Regions from separate parts of the Mus musculus genome. Here all the other regions are linked to region 3. A link is a contact called in public Hi-C data. All regions are on one chromosome and are shown on one strand. Each heading gives the region's core, a stretch centred on a gene start, on an enhancer-like site or on the middle of the called end of the contact. The rest is flanking DNA. Distances are from core to core; before and after follow the strand shown. Region 1 holds the start of Cnpy3 (canopy FGF signaling regulator 3). Region 2 holds the start of 2310039H08Rik (RIKEN cDNA 2310039H08 gene). Region 3 holds the start of Dpp9 (dipeptidylpeptidase 9).

Region 1 (2,700 bases), core at 84-2,583, 9.5 Mb before region 3:
CTTGAACCTGGAGCGTGATCATTTGGTTGGACTGGCTGGTCTCCTGTGCATCTCTTTAGGTGCGGAGGTGCGGGGATCAGGGGTGCACAAACATTGCAGCGTCTGGCTTTTTATATCTGTCTTGGGGATCTGAACTCAGATCCTCTGGCAATCACTCTACCCACTGAGCCGAGTCCCCTGCCCCCATTCGCCACACATTTAACAGCTCAAATGGGAGGATTAATGTGTCCCAAACCACCAGCCCAGCATCCAGTGCTTAGGGAACATCTGGCCTGTGTACATCTGCTTGGTGCATAAAATGGATATCCAGAATACTCGGGGGAGGGGGGCCTTCGAGGACTTAGAAAGAAGGTCGATGGCTGCAAAGGTCTGAGAGGAAACTGAGCAATGATGAGCAGGGCAAAAGAGAGGTCTCAGTTCCTTGTCCTTCGATTTTTAAAATCTACCTCCTTCACTTCAGTCTCCTCTGCGCTCGATGCTTTCAAAAAAGTGACCTCTTGATCCTTTGAGTGTGAGTCTCTTCTCTCCACATACACTCACCGCCCCTCCATATAATCCTATGTAAAGCCCCCCCCCTTTTTTTTTTTGGTCTGCCAATAAATATTTGCAACTCAGTACCTGTTCTCAAGAAGCCAAAACCATACACAAATTAGGTTGTAGTGAAAGCACCACGGGAAAATTTTCAGGTTCCCTTTTCTACGTCATATGGACCTTTTCAGTTCCTCAAATTCGCCCTCTGGCTTCTAGGCCGGCAGGGCCTCCTCATCTGCCTCTGTTTCTGTGGTTTCTGCGGAGTGAGTTCCTCTGCACGCCATGCTTTCCCTGGCCAACTCTTCATTTCGCAGCAGGCTTCCTGTATGAAGCCTTCCCTCCACCCCCACCTCTAGTCTTGATGAGCAACTACCCCCGGATTCGCCCAAAAGCAGGGATCTCCAGGTTATCCGAGAGTCACAGCACCCAGCATTGCCGCAAAGCACACAGCAGGGCCAAGGAGACCCCAGCCCAGGTCCTGCCAGGCCCAGACCCTTCCCACAGGCCCCGCCCCCTCCCGCCCCTCGGGCTTGGCTACGCCCCGCGGCCCCGCCCCCTCACCTTCGCATTTGCTGGGCAATCGCACCCAGTCGGTCTCCTCAGCCCCGGCGGGACTCGGGCCTAGCTTCGGGGCAGGAAGGAGCAGCAGCGGAAGCAGCAGCAGCAAAGGAAATAAGAGGCAGCGGGGCGCGAGCTCAGACATGGACTCCATGGCCCAGCCGGACCCAGAGCAGAGCGGACCCGGCGGCGCTTCCTCCGGCAGCGCGCGCGGAGCAGCTTCCCCCGGCCGCTTCCGGGACTGCGCACGTGCCTCTGGGTAACCACGGCAACGGCGAGCTCCGGCCCGCCCCACGCCCGGTAGCCTCTAGCGGCTTGCGAAACCGACCAAGGCCCGCGGGCGACGCAACCAATGGGTTCGCTCGGCGTCTGCTTTATAGCCAATGAGAGGAACTATCTTTTTTTTTTCCCATCTCAGCCAATCAGAGAGCGGATGGTGGCTTTGGCGCCCTATAGCGATATCACTGCCAGCTAAAGGAGGCTCAGTAGCTGGAGCATCAGTTCCTAGCGGGTGAACCTTCATCATACCTTGGATGAACCAGCCTTGGGCATTCTAGCCCTGGATAACGGACTATCTTTCATGGTTTTGTTTCTTGTTTTCTGTCTTTTGTTCTTCGAGACAGGGTTTCTTTGTATCCTTGGCTGTCCTGGAATTTACTGCGTGGACCAGGCCGGCCTCGAATTCAGAAATCCAGCTGCCTCTAAGTGCACCTCCACACCGGGCCTCGTGGTCCTCTCCCCGCACCCCCACCCCCATTAAGGTGTTAATAAAAAAGTCTTTATATATTTATTTTGGGTTGGAAGACGACTGGAATCAGTTGCCTCCTTCCACCATGTTGGTTCTGGACCTCAAACTTGGATCCTTAAGGCTTAATGGTGGCCCTCTTTAGTCACTAACCTAACTCATCAACCCTAACCATGGCTTTCTTTATAAAGTTGCAAGCACTCACTAGACACCGGCTTTTAAGGCTTATTATTGCAGCCACTCACTCGAATAGATACTTAGGGCCTCACAACAGCCCAGATATCCAGTAATTGCGTTTCTCCTTATGAAAACTAGATTAATAAACAGATAAGAGTGATCCTCTTAGCCGGGCATGGTCACACGACTTTAATCCCAGCACTCGGGAGGCAGAGGCAGGCAGATTTCTGAGTTCGAGGCCAGCCTGGTCTACAAAGTGAGTTCCAGGACAGCCAGGGCTGCACAGAGAAACTCTGTCTCGAAAAACAAACAAAGAGTGATCCTCCTACATCTCGAGGTTTGCCTGTTGGGAAGCTCAAATCAATAATTCATGAATTAATGGAATTAAAAAAGAAATCCCTAGTTTTAGGGATGTTGCTCACTGGGAGATCTTTGCCTAGCACTTGACTACCATGTGCAAATCCCTGGTGATCCATCTCCAGGCTGGCATAAACCTGTCATTGGCTATATAGTGAGGGGGAGGGAGATATAGCCTGAGCTACTTGAGGCCATATCTACAAAACAAAACAAAACCACCTTGAAGTATGTGGGACAGATGGATAAACATCCCAGCATTTTTTGTATGGTATTCCAATCTCTTTTGTTATTTGTTTGGATTCTGAGCTCCTAAAAGGCAGGAACCTGGCATT
Region 2 (2,860 bases), core at 153-2,652, 9.4 Mb before region 3:
CTGGCCTTTAGCAGTACTGCATGCATGTAGTACACAGACATAGATGCACATAATAAAATTAAAGGGGGGCCCGGGCAGTAGTGGCACCCGCCTTTAATTCCAGCACTTGGGAGGCAGAGGCAGGTGGATTTCTGAGTTCGAGGCCAGCCTGGTCTACAGAGTGAGTTCCAGGACAGCCAGGGCTACACAGAGAAACCCTGTCTTGAAAAACAAAACAGAAAAGGAAAGGAAAGGAAAGGAAAGGAAAGGAAAGGAAAGGAAAGGAAAGGAAAGGAAAGGAAGCCCTAAGAGGTTCAGCATTACATGAGGAAAAGTGTGCCAGAGGGGCTGCAGACAGAGCTCTCAGTTAGTAGAGTGCTTGGCTAATACATATAAACTCCTGTGCTCCATTCCCGGCACCATACAATACAATTCAATTCCCAGCACATACTGGACATGGACCCCTGTAATCCCAGCACTGCGGAGGTGGAGGGCCAGGAGTTCAAAGCCGCGGTTGGGAATGGTCAGCAGTTAGTGCCTGCCGTGCAGGTGTGAGGGTCAGAATTTGAATGCCCACAAACCCAGATAAATGCCAGCTGGATGCGGCGGTCTGCCTACTTCTGCCCTTCGAAGGCAAGGATCCGAAGTCAGACGCGTGCATACGCGCGCGCACGCACACACACACAGACTATATTGTGAGTTCAAGTTCAAGGTCAGCTTTGGCTACAGGAGACCTTGAAAACATGAGAACGGGGATAAAAATTCAATAGCCCTACCTGCTGAGCCATCTTACCCACTTTTTGGGTTTCATGGGGTTGTTTCCGGTGAAGGGTAAACATGCTGTGTGCTTTTAACATTATGCAAAGTATGCTTTACTTACTGATTTCTTGATCTGTGCCAGATCAAGCTGTTTATTATATACTTACATGTTTCAGTGTGTAACTCGGCTGGCTCTATGGCCCGAGCATATGGTGTTACAAGCATGAGCCACTGCATCCTGTCAGGATAGCTTTGATACAGAAATCTGAACAGCATTGGGAGGTGTAGCGCAGCAGACATTGGGAGATGACGAATCCTTGGCTCAAACCAAAATTGACTACAAATCCCAAACAACACATAACCCAAACCCAAACAACAACAACAAAAACCAGGGATTTGATCCTTAGTACCACAATTAACAAATGTGACGAGCGCTTGCTTGCTTGCTTGGAAAAGCATACAGAATCACGCTCTGGACTGTAGCGCGAGACTCAAACTACCAAGACGACCCTCCCGGCCCTGAGCGCGCAGCCTGCGTCCGCATCTACACGTGCCAAAGGGAAGTGCTTTTGTACAGCCACGCCTCCTCACACTTGTCTCACTGGGTGCAAAAACTTCACTTTTTGGCTCGTTCCCCCACCCCACCCCGCCCGCTCCTCACCCACCGCAGCACATCTCATGTTGTGGAATGAGAGCTGGAGGTTAACCCAGGCTGCAGCTTCTGCACAAATAGCCCGGGTCTTGGAAGGTCTACCCTGGGCTAAGTTACTAAGCTCCCCTCTACTTTTCACGAAGTGGTTGCTCCCACTCCACCCGGAAGTGCTTACAGCCGGATCCGGGGGATGAGCTGGTGGCAGGACATGGACCAGCGTGGCGGTGTCTCCAGTCCGAGCGGTGCACTGGCGTCTGCCGAGCCAGCTCCTGCCTCGGTGACCCTGGCGGAGCTCCTGCACCTGGTACAGAAGGGCCAGGAGGTCCCGGGCCTGGAGAAACGCCACATCACTGCGACCCACGGTGAACCCACCGCGTCTCTGCTCCCTCGGAGGCCCAAGCCCTGGGAAGATGCGGGCTCGGCCGCCTCACCCTGCACCATCGCCCTAGACACGAGGACGCAGCCTCCGACCATCGAGGAGCGATCCCGGGGCAGTCCAGCCGCCCAACTCGACGGAGGCCCAAGGGTTTCCTGATGCTCGAGGTGTTTCCCGAGGGCATGACTGGGTCCTACACAAACTTGAGTCTGGACACTTGCCACCTGTGGGACTCAATGTTGCCTAGTAATTTTGTTTTTGGATGCCAAATTTCAACTTCATACTGTGTCCTAGTCCATTTGTGTAACGGAAATAAGTTTCCCTTGTCACTGTAGGACAGCACAACCTCCTGGACCCGCTTGTTCTGATGATACCGATAAACCGATATCCAAAAGGCATTTCTAACTTGGCAGTCGTTTGGGTTTGATGAAAAGGTTCCTTCCCAGAGTGATACATAGAAACCCTGGTTCTTGGAGTTGGGGGACTGGAGAGAGGGCTCGGTGCTCTTCCAGAGGATCAAGGTTCAATTTCCAGCAAACATGGTGACTCACATTTTAATGGGATCTGACGCCCTCTTCTGTTGTCAGTGTGCTTGGCCACATAACTAAATCTTAAAAAACCCTGACTCTTGGGAGCAACTAAGGTAGTGCGAGCAGAGGCAGTTTGGTAGTTGGTACCCCCATAGGAGTTGGCTTTCTCCTCCCACCATGCACCAGACCCCCCCCCCCCCCCCCCCCCCCCCGGTTAAGCTCTGGCTTGGCAGCAGGTGCCTTACCCAGATTCATCTCCAAGGCTGAAACTAGTAGTTGGGAATTAAGCCCTGGGTTTCTGAGGGAGCATTCTTTCCTCCCCGCAGGACTTGTGAAACGGTGCCAGATGCCCAGGGGACTGGGCGAACGGCTCTTTTTAAAGATTTATTTATTTTATGTAAGTACACTGTAGCTGTCTTCAGATACACCAGAAGAGGGCGTCAGATCTCATTACAGATGGTTGTGAGCCACCATGTGGTACCACTGAGCCAACTCTCCAGCCCCTGGGCGAACGGCTCTTAACCACTGAGCCCACCTTGGGCCCCCTCGAGTGTTTTTGGAGTC
Region 3 (2,700 bases), core at 2-2,501:
GAAGATGGAGGGGCCGGTGATGTGTGTGGCTTCTTCTCACTCACTTTCCATGCGGGCGGGAGTCTCCGCCTGTGCCTAACCCTATCTACCTGGTTCGACTCTAACTGAGCCTCCCAGCCCCTCGGGGCTGCCAACATGCCCTGGGTTGTACTTGGAAGAGACGTGTCCCTCAGTGTGCGGTCTCCCTGGGACCCAGCAGGGAACTGGCGACTGTGGTCCACACCTCCTGGGCACCAGTCCCAACTCTTCGAAAGCAGGTTGGTGATTGCCCTGGGGGCTCCCGAGGGAGCCTGGGTAACAGGCAGCAAAAAGGCCGCTGAGGTCAAAGGCTGGGCAAAATCGTGGATGGGGAGGGGATGGATGGGCCTAAGGCCGAGATCCTAAGGGTGGGGCTCAAGATGCAGGGAATGAATGCTGGAAGCTGAGGGGGTTCAAGCTAATCCGGGGAGGAAAGGGATGAGACAGAGGATATGATTTTAGTCTGGGAGGGTATCAAGCTTGGCATGCGACAATGTGGAAACTGAGGCAGAGGATAAGGGCTGAGTGAAGGATCAGGCTTGGGGAGTGACCAGTCTTGGAAGAGTCAGGCTGGTAGGGTCATTTGGAGAGGTTCATGCTGCGGGTTTCAAGCTTTGGGGTATGAAGCTTTAGGATTTCAGGTTTGAGAGGAGGGTCAACCTGGACTATCAGGCCTTGAGGGAACAAGTTGGACGGATCAAGTTTTGGGGATCAGGCTTGAGGGATCAAGCTGGGAGGGGAATCAGGCTTGCGGGGATCCGGCTTTAGAAGATCAAGATGGAAGAGGATGAGGCTTGAGGGGATCAGGTTGGGAAGGATGAGGCCGGGAGGGAGGGTTTGGCAGAGACGAGGCTGGCGGAGGCTGGCGGAGGCTGCGCGGACGCCGGGCTGAGCCGCGCTCTGCGATGAAGCTGGCGGCTGCGTCTCCGCAGCGGTGCGGCAGCAGCTCTTGGGCGCGGCCCGGAACCGGCGAAGCGCGGCGACCAGAGCGGCGGGGACGACGAGGACAGGGCGCGCGGCGCCGAGGCGGGCGGACGGCGCCGGCCGGGGCGGGAGGCGGCGAGCCGGGGCCGGACGCTGCTCACCCGAGCGTGGCGCGGAGGACAAGCTGAGCAGGGCGTCCCCGGGGCCGGCGGCGCCTCACACGCGACGCTCCATGCCCAAGACGAGGGCCCGGAAGTGGCGGGCGCGGGGGGACAGCGAAGGCGGCGGACACCGGGGGGACCCGCCAGCTGCGCCTCCTTTGACCCGGAAGTTGAGCTGCAGAAGCAGAGGCTTTTGATTGGGTAACGTCAGGGCAGAACCAACGTCCGTGAAACTCTAGGGGACAATGCTCAGGAGCGTCTTAGGGCTGAAGGCAAGGCTGGTGGCCCCTTGCTGTCTGGGAGAGGACTGCGGGATGGACACCCCTGCTCCAGTTCTGCTGGCCAGCTCGACCCTGCAGTGACCTATTAAAAATATCTAAGAAAGCTGAGATATTGGTAGAATAGTGGTTAGGAAAGCTGCCTTCCAAAAGGTGGCCCCGGGTTCTAGTCCCAGATTGCTTACGCCGCTCATCCCAGCGCTCGGAAACTCTCCACTTAATCAGGCTAGCTTTGAACTCTAAGATCTGCCTGCTCTGTCTAGATCTCGCCCACACCATGTTTTACTTTGTTTTTTGTTTTTCGAGACGGGGTTTCTCAGTATAGCCCTGGCTGTCCTGGAACTCACTCTGTAGACCAGGCTGGCCTCGAACTCAGAAATCCGCCTGCCTCTGCCACCTGCCTCTGCATTAAAGGTGTGCGCCACCACGCCCGGCTCATGTTTTACTTCTTATCTGTGCATTGTGTCTGAGCCACGCGAGTGTGACAGAAGAGGACAATGGGTTTCTTTCCTTTTAATTTTTTTAAATTTATTATTATATCTAAGTACACCTAAGTACACTGTAGCAGTCTTCAGATTCGAGGGCGTCAGATCTCATTAAAGGTGGTTGTGAGCCACCATGTGGTTGCTGGGATTTGAACTCAGGACCTTCAGAAGAGCAGTCAGTGCTCTTAACCACTGAGCCATCTCTCCAGACCCACAATGGATTTCTTGTAACTGGAGTTAAGGCCACATGAGTGCTGGGACATGGACTCCCCTCCTCGCAGAGCCACCTCTCTCAAGCCTCTAAAGAGCTTTTGTAAATAAAGACACACTCCCCAAAAGTTATCCTAACAGGGTTCCTGCAGAAGGGCATCCATTGTTTGGTGAGTGACATTTAGTGAGCATCCTCCATTGTTGTTGAAGTGTCCCCACTTAGCTTCCTAGCTAGTTAACTTTTTGACCGGAAATCCTGAGAGCTACATTTTTAACATGATGTTGCAACCCTGTTCCCTTTCCAGGAACCCTCCCTGGAGACACCATTTGTTACACAATTACAGGACGTGGCTGAGGGCCTGGCGGCTCTCCTGGTCTTCCCCAGTTCCAGCCATCCTCTTCTCTCTCCTGACCCCTTTCTTTTCACACCCATTTTGGGGAAGAGTCTCATGTAGCTAAAATTTATCTTGAACTCCTGCCTCTTCCTCCCCAGTGCTGGGGTGACTGTACACCACCATGCCTGGTTAATGAGAAGCTGGGGATTGGGACTGAGCCTAAGCCCCAGCATCTGCTTGAACTTGAAGATGAACTTATGTGATGGGGGAGGGAGGGAGGAGGTCCTCT

The links. Hi-C and Micro-C count contacts between places; a contact is called where the count stands out from the background.
Region 1: a contact with region 3 is called in a Hi-C map of CD4 T cells, with 5 times the contacts expected there. The contact joins the promoter of Cnpy3 here to the promoter of Dpp9 in region 3. A contact is called at or near these places in 3 of 484 Hi-C or Micro-C datasets (CD4 T cells, CD8 T cells and rod photoreceptor).
Region 2: a Hi-C map of CD8 T cells shows a contact between it and region 3, with 16 times the contacts expected there. The contact joins the promoter of 2310039H08Rik here to the promoter of Dpp9 in region 3. A contact is called at or near these places in 1 of 39 promoter capture datasets (pre-B cells) and 4 of 484 Hi-C or Micro-C datasets (CD4 T cells, CD8 T cells, memory CD8 T cells and 1 more).

Annotation. Positions count from the first base shown.
Region 1 is chr17:46,750,881-46,753,580 of GRCm38.p6, forward strand. Cnpy3 (canopy FGF signaling regulator 3) reads right to left here and starts at 1,334. Exons shown (of 6, transcript NM_028065.4): 1 at 1,093-1,334. The coding sequence starts at 1,243.
Region 2 is chr17:46,771,233-46,774,092 of GRCm38.p6, forward strand. It overlaps 2310039H08Rik (RIKEN cDNA 2310039H08 gene), which reads left to right and starts at 1,403. Exons shown (of 1, transcript NM_025966.3): 1 at 1,403-2,175. The coding sequence starts at 1,581. The coding sequence ends at 1,925. Rpl7l1 (ribosomal protein L7-like 1) reads right to left here. Exons shown (of 7, transcript NM_025433.3): 7 at 2,675-2,860.
Region 3 is chr17:56,217,638-56,220,337 of GRCm38.p6, forward strand. Dpp9 (dipeptidylpeptidase 9) reads right to left here and starts at 1,252. Exons shown (of 21, transcript NM_172624.3): 1 at 1,104-1,252.